Regions from separate parts of the Zea mays genome. Here region 1 is linked to region 2. A link is a contact called in public Hi-C data. All regions are on one chromosome and are shown on one strand. Each heading gives the region's core, a stretch centred on a gene start, on an enhancer-like site or on the middle of the called end of the contact. The rest is flanking DNA. Distances are from core to core; before and after follow the strand shown.

What was found. A called contact is a pair of places that touch in the nucleus more often than the background predicts.
Region 1: a contact with region 2 is called in a Hi-C map of tassel, with 4 times the contacts expected there. The contact joins the promoter of LOC100284094 here to the promoter of LOC100502520 in region 2. A contact is called at or near these places in 9 of 25 Hi-C or Micro-C datasets (bundle sheath, ear, endosperm and 3 more).

The regions. Positions count from the first base shown.
Region 1 is chr2:64,186,505-64,191,323 of Zm-B73-REFERENCE-NAM-5.0, forward strand. LOC100284094 (SNF4) reads left to right here and starts at 3,369. Exons shown (of 13, transcript NR_182033.1): 1 at 3,369-3,893; 2 at 4,075-4,150.
Region 2 is chr2:63,930,030-63,934,494 of Zm-B73-REFERENCE-NAM-5.0, forward strand. LOC100502520 (potassium high-affinity transporter) reads right to left here and starts at 2,292. Exons shown (of 9, transcript NM_001357849.1): 1 at 2,110-2,292; 2 at 401-931; 3 at 56-304. The coding sequence starts at 761.

The DNA of each region.
Region 1 (4,819 bases), core at 2,119-4,618, 260 kb after region 2:
AGTTCGAGGAGCATCTACCTGCGAGGCCCTTCGAGTCTCCCTCAGCGTCCCATACTTCGGGACAGGCGACCGCTGATTCGGCCGGATGGGGAGAGGTATGTAACTTTATGTTCTTCATTCTTGTTCATATTATGTGTTCAAAATCATAATATAAACTAATACTTTTTATTTATCACTTGGACTGAATTTGTGTTGGTACTTCTGAACTTCTGAACTACGACTGTTAATCCTGTTTGTGTTGAGAACCTCTCAACTTATGTCAGAATTTGTGTTAATACTGTTTGTGTTGGCTATTTATGTTTGTGATGATATCTGTGATGTATATATGTGATGTATATGTGATATCTTTTGTTTATTTGGATGGAATATAAAAACAAATAAAAAAGGTGCCTACTAGTCACTTTGCCGAGTGTAACACTCGGCAAAGAGGTGCTTTGCCGAGTGTCCAGACCATAGCACTCGGCAAAGAACCAAGACCTGGGCACCAGTATAGGTTCTTTGCCGAGTGCAATGTCCTTGACACTCGACAAAGAAACAAGCTTTGCCGAGTGCCGTGCCAAGCACTCGGCAAAGAACCTGATATGGGGACCCTCTCTGGCGGATTCTTTGCCGAGTGTCTGACCGACAACACTCGACAAAGGTAACTCCTTTGCCGAGCGTCACCCGGGACACTCGGCAAAGACGTCGTCTCCGTCACCCGACGCCGTAACGGCTGCTTTTCTTTGCCGAGTGCTGTCTACCTCTTTGTCGAGTGCCCGAGAAAAAGTACTCAGCAAAGAAGGCTTTGCCGATGCACTATGTGCCGAGCCTTCTTTGCCGAGTGTGACACTCGGCAAAGGCGGCGATTCCGGTAGTGACTTTAATGACGTGGTGCAATACCTTGGAGATCCAAGGGAGTGCTCGAGCATCAAATCATTAGGTGCATCAGCACATAGACCCTCGACATCAACACCCAAATGATGGAGCCACTGGATTGACTTGTCGTCATAATCCTTCAATGGTTGCTACCAGTGATATGAACTTAGGGCTCATTTGGAATAAAGAAAAAAATTTCTCAATCCTGTATTTTCCTGTGTTTTTGAACTAATTTCTATAAATGAGAATTTCTGTGGTTTAAGGCTTGATTTGGTGAAAGGAGATCACAGGAGGATTGAAAGAGATTGAGTTAAAAATAAATTATTTTTCTCCTCAATCCCCTCCAATCTTCCCGTGAATCCTGGTCATCAAATTAGTCCTAAAGGAGCCCTTAAGATATCTCACCACTCCGATATAAACCCCCATTACCATTGGGATAGGGCCCTAAGGATGGCGAAGATGAGGTCCACTCGGACTAGGGTCTGCCATCATATGTGGCTATCATGCATCTCGACAGGGAGCTTGGGCATTGACTTCATTGAGATATGACATATTTATTATTATTTTTAACTAACTATGACACGTATCTATAAACGGATTGCCATATATGTATCATACCTTCAAGTAATTAAGGAGGGCTACATTAGAATACCCAGTAACCACTTGTAACCTCAGCACACAAGAAAAAAAAGATCTATCTAAACTAGATGTAGGGTACTACATACATGAACTAGTATATAATAAGTCTATATCATGTATGCTACCCTTCTAATTTGCTATGCACAATACGCTGATCTCCATTGGCCATTGCCAAAAAAAAATCTAACAAATTTGTTGCGGGAAAACAGTATCATTTCTTGAACTACTATGGTTTAACCCTTGCATTATTTGACACCTATTATCATCTTACTCAAATATATAGTTAGTTCGCTTGAAGAACTTTAAGAATTAACGATAATATTTCATAATTCTTTAGTTGACTATCAACCAATATCATGATGATTTGGTTAGTGAAATTATCAACCAGTATCAGGACGACTTTAACATAAGATGCATGCATGCTCGTGTAGTCCAAACTGGGCCCTGCCTCCCTTTCTCAATTAATTAAGCTCTCCCACCCACTCATTTCTTGCATGCATGTTTGCCAGAAAATCTGCATGTCACCATGCATAAACTGTTTTCTCCCAAGGACACCATCTTTCGTACGTCTCCCTGCAGCCCTATTCTTTAGGGTCTGTTTGGACTTTGGAGAGGTAAAACAATTCTAGAGAGAATGCTTGAAACGATTCTAACGTTTTGTCTTAGGTATGTGAAACGGCTTCGGATGGTTTCTAGTGTTTCTAGTTCTTGCTTTTCCAGTGCACCGGCTACCATATTTTGTACTTAATTTTTTTTTACAAATCAATAAGTACACCGGCCTTTTGAAGTCAATCAAAACACACCGGTCTACAAAAAAGCTACACATTTGATTGCTACACAGTCTTTTAGATTTGCTCTCATCTATAAAATAGCTACAAGCTCACTATCAAATAACACAAACTCTTTTAAAGTGAGGTTTGCTTAGGACCCGCTCCAGATTCTAGCTTGAGCATAGAGATGTAGTTTATACGATAAATTAAAATATTTTAAAATTGTTTTTTTATCAAGAAGAAATAAAATATTAATTTTAAATTCCTTCTAAAGGATCATAACTTTAGCTCTATAGTTTTCTAAGCTCCTGTGATATGCTCCATGGACTCCACTATTTTTTTAAGCTTAAGTAATCTCAACATGGCCTAAAAAGGACAACAGCAGTGGTGAGAAATTAAAGGAGTGTTTGGTTTCTAGGGACTAATGTTTAGTCACTTCATTTTATTCTTTTTTAGTCTATAAATTGCTAAATATAGAAACTAAAATAAAGTTTTAGTTTCTATATTTGTTAATTTTGGAACTAAAATAGAATAAAATGTAGGGACTAAACATTAGTCCCTACAAACCAAACACCCCCTAACACCATCCACCCGTCCCTTACCGTTTGTTAATTTTGAAATATTTTTTAACATTCTTCTACCGAAAACCAAAACTCATATGTAGTTATTCGGCTTTTCTAAAAACCTCTACATAGGAGAGGATGTTCTATTTTGTAACCTTAAACTCTAAACCATAAACCATCCTTTTATCCTCTGGCTCGACTAGGCTCGTCCTTTTATCTGCATCGACATATATTTTTTTCTAGGCCTTTACAGTCTATAGTGGTGACGTGTCATCTACAACACTCTTAAATTTCTAAGCCTTTATTTACGAGCCAAAATCAACATTTCCTCTATGGGTGCACTAGAGGACAATGTTTACTGCTGAACACGTTTCTCTCTTTTGACACGTCTCAAAAGGATCTCACAAAAGATGTAAAAAAGGGGGTGAAAAACCACGTCAACCAATCATTCCGTGCCCCGGCCCAAAGCACCAGCACCGGCGCGGCGGTCCAAAGCCAGAAGCAGAACAGAAAACAAGCGCCCCCCAGTCCCAGAGATTTCAGTGCAAAAAACCCAATAAAAAAAGAGAGGGAGGAAAGGAAGGAAAGGAGAAAAACAGCCGCAACAGTGGCAGGCGAGACGAGGAAGAGGAAGAACTGCCCAGCCGTACCCTCCATACAATCCAAAGTACCGAAAACCAAGGGCGGGCGGGGACGGCGTAGGCGCACGCGCACGCGCACGCGCACACGCGCTCCAATCTCCAACACCCCTCTTCTCTCTCCTCACTCCTCCCTCGCTTGTCGGCTTGTCGCTCCGCTTCTCCCCAGCAGCTGAGACAGCTAGAGCAGAGCCCCCTTCACACCAAAAATTTCCTCTTTGCGTCGCGCCCCGTCAGCTGAGTCCCCGCGGATGGGCTCGGTCTCGCGGGGCTAGGGTTTGGTCGGTCGTCTCGTCGGCGTCGAGGGCGCCGGCGCTGCTAGCTAGTAGTAGCTCGCTCGCGCTAGGGTTCTCAGGAGCCATGGTGATGCAGCGCTTCTCGTGGCCGTACGGAGGCCGGAGCGCCTCCTTGTGCGGCAGCTTCACCGGGTGAGTACGACGAGCACCCAGAGGTTCCGTCCTCGGGGCCGTGGGTGCTTGGAAGGCGCGGCGTCCTTTTTTGTCCTTGGCCGTCTGGGTTTTTGGGTTTGGCCTCAGGCCCTTAGCGGCTATTAGGGTGACGGGTGTAATGCTGTTTGCCTGTTTCCTTGTTCCTGCTCTGTGGCTGCAGGTGGAGGGAGTATCCCATGGGGCTGGTCGGGGCCGAGTTCCAGGTCGTCTTCGATCTGCCTCCCGGGGTTTACCAGGTGGGTCGCTGCCCGGATTGCTCTTGTTCAGCTTGCCTTTTGCTCTGTGCTTGGTTCATTGCTTTTGTCCTTAGTTTCACTGTGTTCGGTACTCTGCTCTGGCTAGCTACGTCTCGTAGCCCTTGCCTGGTATCCTTCTACATAGAAGAAAGCCTTCTAGTTTGCATGATTGGCGTCCTTTGCCTTTTACGTTCCACGATTGTTTAGAAACGAACTTGGTGCGATTTTGCATGTATATCATGACGAACTAGTTTCTTGTATGCTTGGGGGGTGTCAATGCATCTACATTTAGTTGGTAGTTGTGGCAGGTGGTTGTTGTCACGTTGAGCTTCTGGGCAGCGGTATAAACGTGTCGCTGGACTGATGATTCTTGCACAAATAAGGCGGGAATGTGGTCAGTTCTTGTGGAGAGCCATTATATTTCTACACAAACTGCTGTAACTGCTGGATTTTGGTGTGGCGTGTAACGGTTAGTGGTTACTGGTTAGTAAACACTAGGATAGTGGTCTTATGTGAAATGTCCATTGGATTTAAGCATCTTGTATTCTTGTGATCTCATATACATGGATCGTGGGTGGTATCAGGCATTGTCAACCATTGATACGTTACATGGTCCTTTACTTTCTGCGACCATATTTCTGTTTAGCAGCCAAGTGAAATCTTCCTGGT
Region 2 (4,465 bases), core at 1,042-3,541:
AGTTAGTTAGTTACTCCATGCCAGTAACTAGCTAGCTAGATGTTTCCGTTATTACCAGATATTGACGGCGTAAGGGTGCCGTCGCCCATGACCATGGACGTGCCGAGGATCGTGAGGGTGAAGAGCAGGATCTTGGCTGCCCTGCTGGACTCGAGCTTCTGCTTGAACCACTGCGCCCTCTTCAGCTGCGAGGTCGGCGCTTCGATGCTGTAGTTGGACACCATGGCGTCCTCCGCCTGCTGGTTGGGGATCAGCCTGATCTTGGCGTACCGCGAGATGAGCGAGTAGAGCGCGAACGTGCCGCCTAGGGGAGAGAGAGAGAGAGAGAGAAAAGCAGCAGATCGATCAGTGCTCGTGTCGTTGATCAGTAAATAAATACAAAGAAATATACTCTGCTCACCGTCTCCGTTGTCGTTGGCGTAGAGCACGACGAAGACGTACTTGAGCATGGGGATGATGATGAGGGTGTAGATGATGAGCGACAGCACGCCCAGCAGGTCGTCGTTGTACTTGATGCCGTCGGGGAAGGTGCTGGAGTAGACGTAGAGCGGCGACGTCCCGATGTCGCCGTAGATGATGCCCACGCTCTGGAAGGCCAGGTGCAGCGTCCGGGCCCAGCTGCCCTCGGACCCGTGGTACTTGCCGCCGGACACCTTCTCCGCGTCGCCGAAGAGCGAGTCGTGGCGCTTCAGGCTGAGCCGGTTGGCCGACTCGCCGCCGCCGCCTGCTCCTCCAGCTGGGTTGTCCACCTCCAGCGACATTATCGCCCGCCTCGGTTGGGTGGGTATCCCTCTCCCCAAGTACGTCCCAACGCCTTGGAACGACGGATCGAGTAGTCTGTCTGCTCTCTCCGGAGAGTCCCCACGCGCCCTAATCAATCAAGCCGCGCCAGCTGATTCCCAAGGCTGTTTGGTGGCGTGACTGCTGATCCCTGTGACAGCGAAGCAACGACTTTGTTTTACATTCACATTTCACAACAACATCCTTCTTTGGGTGTAGTTAAATCAGCAGCACAACTGTGCGAAACAAGTTCTTTGGGTAGTACTATCGATCTGACTGACAGTCGGGATTTTGTCACGTTGCCAGTGAATAATCCGCGTGGTGATGGTGTCATTAATACTTGGCGAAATGCTACGGCATGTATCAATTCTACAACCACAATTGCCTGGATCCAGAAAAGAAACCACCCGCAAATTATTAACTGGCAGCGCGTGGAGTGAGAGAAACAGCAGCGCTATGTGGTCTGGTCAACGCACTAGTGGGCTCCAGACGTCAGTCACAGGGAGGCGACTCCAAACAAAACACAGTGAAGGCGACGGCGTGATGGAGCGGCCGAGAGCTGGAATCAGCCGCCGCCCACCACCCCCCATTTCATCCTCCAAAAAAAACTGTGACGTCATACAAAATTTCCCCTGACCTGTTATTATTATTATTAATTAGTAATTAAAGTACTATCTCAGCTAATCAGCTGTGCACACCAACCCATCTGACAAGAAATTTGAGCTGCACGATCCGGAAGCTGAGTTGTTAATGTATATTTCCCACGGATCGCCTCGGGTCGTGTACACTGTACACCGACCCTCGCTCGGTGCCAAAAGGCAAATACGATATAGTACATAATAAACTAACTAAACAAGATTAGTTTAAGGGGTAATCAGGCCGTAAACGGACGCCATTGGAGGTACCCTTGACCTCGATGCTACGACCTTCAACGCTCTTGCTGACACGTGGGCATCATGAGCGCTCAGGGCGAGCATCAACCTCCTCTTCTTCTTTTTTACCCGCTGCTGCTACTAGCGACTGACAGAGATTTTTGGCGGAGAGGGTGTAAACGAAGGCCAGGGAGCCATTCAATTTCCACACGCAATCTCTTGGTGCACGATCTTTTATTTTTTTCTTCTCTTGTTTCTGGATAGATGATCTGAACTGCATATCGAGATGGAGACTGTGGGAAAGGCTAGGAAGAGGTCCCTTGCGTACGACTGCAACTTCCAAACAGGCTTGTGCGTGCCCGGGGGGGGGGGGGGGGGGGGGGGGATTACTGTACTGACGCAGGGAACAACAAAATGACAGCAAGACGAACAAACAAAGAAGGGTTTCTTTCCTTACCTATGTAGCCAGGGAATGCTTTGCTAGCTGACGAAGAGGACGACGCCGCCGAGGTGGTGCAGGGTTCAGCAGCAGCAGCAGGCGACCGTCCGCCCTGGCTGGCCGGCGACCTTGTTGGTCGTCCGCCGAGGCGAGGCTGTGACGAAAGGAGGCAGAGCAGAGCAGGGGGACGCTAGTTAGCTGTGACACGAAGCCCTCCTGCCGCCGAGGGAGGAGTCGGCCTTAAATAGAGGAGCACGCACGCAAAGAGACGACGAGCGGAAGATAGAGAGAGAGAGAGAGTGGCGAGCGCAGCGCAGGGGCGTCCCGTGGAAAGAGAGAGACAGAGAAGGGGGGGGGGGGGGGGGGGAACAACCGTAGAAAACGTGAATAATGCAGCGGCGCGGTGTATGTGTATTATTGGACGCGGTGGCGGTATGCAGAAAAAAAGGAGCGAGTTGCAGGCAGGCCTGCTGCAGCCATCAGGGGAGCGGCTTCCTACTAGTCTTCCGCCGCACCCGTCGTAGACTTTACCAGCTGTTTAGATTTCGTCGTCTAATGTTCTAATTCTAAACTACAAAATAAATCTAAAATTAATTTTAAACTTTAGCTCACCTTAATATCAGCGCAGCCGCTGCGGTGCTTTGTACTGGATGTGCTCTGATCGAGTTTTGAGGGCCGGGCCAGTAAAATCTAAGGCCCTGTACAAAATTCCGGAATATCAATCTATAAACTAGAACTACACTAATATAGGCTATGATAATATGATAAAAATATTATATTAAGAATTGTGTCTAGCTGTCTATTCAATTTTATATTGTATAATTTTACTTGGATAGTATTATTCCTTAAAATGAAATCTTGAACGACATTTACGTTTAAATGGAGATGTAGTCGTGATCAAAGACAAAGATACCACACAAACAACTGATTTAACTCATGAGAAGAAGATTTGCTTAAAGATTAGTTGATTTATTTTCCTTACTGAGCTAATTACTGAACTGTGTACTGATTAAACTATTGGTGACTATTATTTTAGGGGCCTTGAAGGATTGGGGCCCTGTTCGTGAGCACGGGCCGCACATGCCTCCGCGCGGGCCTATTCCGTGTCATAAAGAACTCAGAAGGGGAGTAGCATAGCATCTGGTTCACCATGGGACAAAACACATATCACATATGGCCCTTGTTGCCCTCCGGCGGCAGACAACTAATTGCCTGATTTGCCATTTTCTATATTTGCATTGTCCCAGCTAGTCCCAGTCCACCCAAAAGGATACCGTACACTTCATCTGTATCAGGTTGTGGTGATAAATAGATAACGACAAAATCCAGCACTAGGATATTCAAGGGTTCCTTTCCATGGGAATTTCTTTTTTTTTAATATCCTTGGGGATCTTTTTTTTTTGAAGTCATGTTTTAAAAATGACCCCACCTATGTTTTATGTTTGTTTCTAGTCCTTTTGTACAAAATCATACCGCCACACCATATGTGCATTGCCACAATAATGTGTTTCACCGCGAAGAGCGTTTTTTTTTGGGGGGGGGGGGGGGGGGGGGGGGGGAGTCTACTGCATATGTTCCTCCTAGACTACTTGCCAAACCACTTTTTGAGGCCGGAGCGGCAGCTATATCTGCCATGCCACCCATTATATCAATACTTAACCTTGGAAAATTATTATTTATAAGACACAGCTGATTTATATAAAAGTTGTAGGCCTTGCTGAGACCTACATAAGGATGGTAATGGATCACAAATTCAAATGTTTATTCACGATCCTTTTGAGCCCATAAACAATTTTAGTTCAAAAAGGAATATAGATAGAGTCGAATCCCAATAGAATCAGCAATAATTAAACACTAGGATACGTTTGAAATCAGCAATAGAGATGTATTTTTATCACTCTCAAAATGAACTACGATAGTATATACAATCGAATTTATATACTATGTAGTAGTGGTCAGTGTCTTAATATGTCTCTTGACATCCTGAAAGGTTAGGCACACTGTGTGCACTACACATATACTACTTGTTTAATCGACTTCCCAAGATCATGCACGCGCCAGGCGCCGGCTACGGTTTTCATTGTTGGCACCAATATTTTGTTTTGTCAAGGGGGTTACACATAATATTTTATCAATGCCATCTTATTTTGTAGGGGTGTAAACGGTATGGATATTATCTAAGCATCCGACCGTCCGAAGAGGCCAATTGTCCGGTCGGATAGATTTTTTTTCGATATCCGCAGCATATTCGGATTTTCAGATTTAGATTCGGATAATTTAGTTCGGAAATCGAATACGAATATGAGATGGTTGATATCCGTAAGATTTCAGATATCCGGATATATTTTCAAATATCTCTTCTCGGATCTTTTCG